2 separate regions of the Mus musculus genome follow, and region 1 is linked to region 2. A link is a contact called in public Micro-C data. All regions are on one chromosome and are shown on one strand. The core of a region is the stretch at or near the end of the contact, and the rest is flanking DNA. Distances in the headings are between cores, read along the strand shown.

Region 1 (2,700 bases), core at 99-2,598, 150 kb before region 2:
TATCTAACCTCTATCCACTACCCCCACCTTTCCCAGAGGAACTGCCATTCCTTAAAAAAAAAAAAAAAAAAAAAAAAAAAGTTTTACATTTTATTTGGGGGATGTGTAGTGGGGAACTTGCCATGGTAGACAAGTATTTATTAAGTACTTAATTGTATGAGTGTTACTGTAAGTATAAGCACTAAGCGTGTGGTGGCTATTCCTGGTTATCTACTTGACTATATTTGGAATGAACTACAATTCAGAATTGGAAGGCTCACCTGTGATCCTAATCTGGAGGCTGAGATATACAATTTCTGACCTGGATCTTGGCACGGAGATCTTGAGGCATAGTGGCTATAAATTCCAGAAAATTAAGACTGGGGGATCTTTGAGTTGAAGGCTTGGTGGCACACACCTTTCATCTGGGCCACACCTTCTGCTGGAGACCTACATAAGGACATTGGAAGAAGGAAGATTCTCTCTCTCTTCTCCACCTGCTTGTCTTGTGGGACTGAGCAACTGCTAGATCCTTGAACTTCCTTTCATAGCTGCTGCTGCCCATTGTTGGGACTTGGACTACAGACTGTAAGTCATCAACAAATCCCCTTACTATACAGAGACTACCCATAAGTTCTATGACTCTAGAGAACCCTGACTAGTACAAAGCCTAAGTTAACTTTTATGAATACGGTAGATGATACTACAAGTACAATAAGGAAAAAAAAAAGAAAAAAGAAAAAAAAAGTGGGACTCTAGAGCGTCAAGTATCAAAATTAAATAGGGCGGCCAGAAAGGCTTCTCTAAGGCTAATTTGAGCACAAACCCGAAGTAGAGTGGAGTGCAAATCTTGTAGTTTTCTTAGTAAAGAGCCATGCAAGGCAGAAAGCGACAAGCGAGAAAGTAGTCTGGTTTCTGAGGCTGAGCTAGCAATTGGAATACTGTTATCCCTAGAGGTTAGGAAGTGAGGCAGGTTTTGGTGTTTCATTGGCGAATGGGAAGCCAGGGGATAGCTCTGAATCTGTTCTTTTTTGTTGCCTGGTCTCTGGTATCGATTTTAAATTAGGGAGGCAAAGTTAAGGGAGGGCAGCTAATGCTAGAGATCACAATTTTTTTTTTTTTAAACTAGAAAGGACACTTTGAGTACGAATGTGGACGTCCTTGCTTTTAGTTCTAAGTGATAATCTTAGCGCACTAACTCTTTGGACCCGAGGGAATGTGATGCCAACCGATTTCTGCTCCGGGAAATAATGCCCGAACTAACGTTGGCATCGCTCCGGGACAACCCGCGGACTAGGCTTTAGGATCCCGCGGCGCGTGCGCCCCGCGGCCGGCACCTTGATACCGCGGCTGCGCAGCTGAGGCCCCGCCTTCCGTAGTCACGTGCCGTAGGGACCGCAGCGTGGCGGTGTGTGGCGGTAGCGACGGCGGGCCGTAGGGCAACCGGAAGGTTTCCGGTTCCGGTGTAACGTTCGGGCTCCGTCTCAGGGGCTGAAGTTTGTGAGGTGAGTAGTGGCCCCGCGCCCGAAAGGCTGTAGCCTTCGGTGCGAGCGGCTGGACAGGGCGGGAGTGCTCGGCGGGAAGCAGGCTGGGAGGACTCCCTGGTTCTGTCCGGGGAAGAAGTCAGAATGGGCTGGCTGAAGGCAAAGGGCGGGGGCGGGAAGCAGCAGGGTGGGCAAACCTGCCCTGAGGTGAGGAGTTAGCGCGGACTCGGTGGGGCCGGGGCCAGGTGGGAAGATAGCAAAGACCGGAGCATGGGGTTCCAGGGGCTTGTAGCGTAGAAAAGTAAGGAATCCCTTCGGAAGATGAGATTCTGCTACCTGCTCATTCAGAAGACAGCGTTCTGCCTCCCTCCCCTTCCCCTTCCCCTTCCCCTCCACCCCCCAGCCCCCCACCGACGCTGACGCCCCCTCGCTATTAGAGTTGAACATCTGGTTAGTGACAACTCTACTGACTGAAACTTTCTTATCCATTGACTGTTTCGTTTGCACATTCGGGTCGAATTTGAAGACATCCATTTGTTAGTATATTTCTTGAGCTTACATCCAATATGCTTAATATGCTTCACCTATTACTCTGGATTTTGAAAATTGCTTAAACTTTCTAGCCTATTATTCAATTGTAGTGGGTTGTAAGTCCCATTAACATGAGGATTCTTGGCTGTTTTGTTCACTGCTGTGTGTGTCCTTACATGCAGTAAGTATTCTGCTTGACAAGAAATAGTAACTTAAGTATTTATTGAATGGAGTGTTATACCAGATGTCTCATTTTCTAAGATAAGTATACTGAGGCTCTCGGGAATTAACTTGCTTTCCTAAGGGCTTATGAATGGTGGTGCTTACTATATTCTATCTTAAATGGGCTTTCTTCTCCACTTTTAGTGCCTGTGGTTGCTTTCTTTTTGATAGGCAGTATACTGCTATCTCATGATGGCCCAAAAAAGCTATCCCAGGATTATTCATAAAAGTTGTCACTGAGAAACAGCCTTCCAGATTCATTCAGATGTATTAAATACTGTGTATTGACAGATCTTATGAGAGAGAAATCTGTCAAGAATGTAGGAGCTAATTAGACTGCATCTTTTTTTTTTTTTTTTTTTTTTTATGACAAGGTCTCATGTAGCCACCGGTGATGTTGAACTCTGTAGCCAAGGCTGGACTTGAACTCCTGATTCCCCTTGTGCTGGGATCACAGGCTTGTATGATCATTCTGAGGTTGCAT
Region 2 (2,700 bases), core at 98-2,597:
CTAAGGTTTTCCTCAGATCTGAGAGCTTTGGTGACTGGGATAGAGCAGTTCACTTCTGAGCAGGGGAAACCACAGTCCCTTGCAGTTAGGGCTGCCTGTCACATCCCCACAGTGGCAACTGTAGCCCCAAGATTTAAGAGATGCAGGGGTGAGGAGCAGTAACTCAAGGTCACCTTAAGCACTGCGTAGCAAGTGTTTCTCAAGGCCTCTGCTTCATGGCTCGCTTCCAGGTTTCTGCCTTGACTTTGCTCTGATGGCCATCAATGGTGGACTGTAACCTGTATGATGTAAACCCTTTCTCTCCCTTGCTTTGGTCATAGTCTTCGTCATAGGAACAGAAAGTAAATTAGGACAAGGAGGCATTGGGGGGAATATAGTCAAATTCATTATATTTGTGTATGAAAATAACGTGAAGTCTATTGATACAGGTGATTAACCTATATCAGTAAACAAAAAGCTTGAATGTCCAAATGCAAAAAAAAAAAAAAAAATCCTAAAAATTATTACAACTCTGTTCAGCAACCTGCAGCCCGGGAAACCTGTCAGGTCTACAAAGACTTATTGGAACTGTGATATTTCTTTTCTTTCTTTCTTTCTTTCTTTTTTTGTTTTTGTTTTTTTTTGTTTGTTTGTTTTGTTTTGTTTTTCTGTTTTTCGAAAGAGGTTTTCTCTGTGTATCCCTGGCTGTCCTGGAACTCACTCTGTAGACCAGGTTGGCCTCGAACTCAGAAATCTGCCTGCCTCTGCCTCCCATGTACTGGGATTAAAGGCGTGCGCCACCACTGCCCAGCAACTGTGATATTTCTAAAGCAGCTTAAAAGGACAGGAGGCAGAAAAGACAGGGGCCTGACTTTCAACCGCTAAGACACACTATATTTATTAGTGCACTTAGCAAGAGGCAGCCTCTCTCCCACGGGAAATTGAGGGGTCTACAGAGGGTAGAGGGAGCTGGCTGAAATGGTTTATAGGGTTGGGATGAGGGACTTGGCAGTAAGGAAGTTGTTATTTTCCAAAACAAAGTATCCTTTCTAGGATGTCCATAAGAACAAAAGGTTATCCATAACATTGTAGGAATCTTGTTTTACTGTACCAGGGGTACTTCAGGAGACCACGTGCCATCTTCCAGGGCCCACAGCCTCCTGGTTTTCACAGTCTTGCCTTCTCGACAGTCCCCGAGTCTCCCCAAGCTCACAGTACCCAGCCTTAGATTACTCATTTGGTCTCACGTGACCCTCTGATTCCCTAGACCACAATGCTACCACCATGCAGGGGCAGTAGAAGCCCAGCTCCGGGTCTTCCCGGCAAAACGGAGCAGGGCGCGGAGATTCGGGGCGGGGCCTAGGGCGGGGTTCTGGACTCTGAGAAGGAAACCCTGAGCAGACCTTTGGACTCAGCTCTGCGGGAATCACATCAGCCGTTGACTCAGTCGACTCCCCCAGGCATAAAATCACAAAAGAGTTTTTGTTAGATGCTGATTGGGGAGGGAGGGGGAAAAGGGAGTCCAGGCTCCTTTTAGAAGGCCAGACCTCTGCAGTTTGAGCCAGGGGCCGCCTGGAGCCGCCCGGGACGGCCCAGAACGGCCCAGAACGGCCCGGAGCCAACCTGGGGGGAGCAACAGGACTTGGAGGGCTCAGAACTGCTAAGGCATCTCTCTCTATCCCTGCTGAGAGTCCATGCAGTTGGTCCTGTGTGGATTCACCAGGTAGTTGCTGAGTGCAACGTTAGCCAAACCTATCCGAACGTTTGTAAAATGTTAAACAAGGGCAAAATCTGGGGAACAGGTCCTGATAACGAAGATTAAACTGTAAATTACTTTAAAATACAAGGCAATTTACCTTCAATTCCAGTACTGCAGAGGCAGGAGGACCAGCCTGGTCTATACAATGAGTTCCAGGCCAGCCAGGGTACACAATAAAACCTTGAAGAAAAAAAAAGGGGTGGGGGGCAAAGTGGCAAATCAGATACCCTGATGGGATATGAGATGGGACAGAGAGAGATGGCTCAGCAATTCTGAGCACTTGCTTGCACGGGAAATCGCAGTGATTAGACCACTCCTGTGGGTGGAAAAGGAAAAGTTTATTCAAACTGCCAAGGCTATCTCTCAAGGGTCAAAAAGGTAGGGAAAGCCTTGCCAGTTATAAAGAGAGGAGCTAGCCAGAACAGCATGGAGGTTCAGAGTGGTAGAGGGGCTTTGATATGTGTTACAGTTTATGTTAATAGGGAACTAGTTGCCACATTTGCCCCATTTGGTAGGGAAAGATTAGGGAAATGGCTCTACCTGGCAGTCAGAAGCCATTTTGTAGGCTTCTGGAGAATGCTGAGTGTAAGCTTTTGTTTATCCACAGACAAACTTGTTCTATTTTGAGTCCAGCCTGAGCTGAGCCCAGATTGTCATTTGGGGACACTGTCAGGAGTGCTGCCGTTTTAGGGACTTGAGGGTGGGGGCCTAACATCGCTCTTCCAGAGGACCAGGGTTTGATTCCCTGCACCCACACAGCAGCTCAGAAGTCTGTAACTCCACTTTAGGAGATCTGACCCCCACTTCTGGCCTCTTGGGGTTCATGGAACACAGGCATAGAAGCAAGAAAAACACCCACACAGAGCAGGCTGGGAAAGGTAAAATTTAAAGAAAATGGGAAGCTGGATATGGTGGTTCATACTTATAATCCCAACACAGAAGGGCTGCATGAGGTGAAGGCC

The links. A called contact is a pair of places that touch in the nucleus more often than the background predicts.
Region 1: a contact with region 2 is called in a Micro-C map of embryonic stem cells, with 3 times the contacts expected there. The contact joins the promoter of Prpf3 here to the enhancer-like site in region 2. A contact is called at or near these places in 4 of 39 promoter capture datasets (liver, macrophages, maxillary cranial neural crest and 1 more), 1 of 484 Hi-C or Micro-C datasets (embryonic stem cells) and 3 of 9 other capture datasets (adipose tissue, liver and pancreatic islet).

What each region holds. Positions count from the first base shown.
Region 1 is chr3:95,854,533-95,857,232 of GRCm38.p6, reverse strand. Prpf3 (pre-mRNA processing factor 3) reads left to right here and starts at 1,348. Exons shown (of 16, transcript NM_001316751.2): 1 at 1,348-1,484.
Region 2 is chr3:95,700,963-95,703,662 of GRCm38.p6, reverse strand. No RefSeq gene overlaps it. Among named protein-coding and RNA genes, the nearest start is that of Adamtsl4, 14 kb to the right of the region's middle. Within about 2 kb of position 1,347, at least 228 of the 459 cell types and tissues checked have an H3K27ac peak or open chromatin away from gene starts, as enhancers often do. A contact at or near this core is called in embryonic stem cells, liver, pancreatic islet and 1 more, where this site is marked.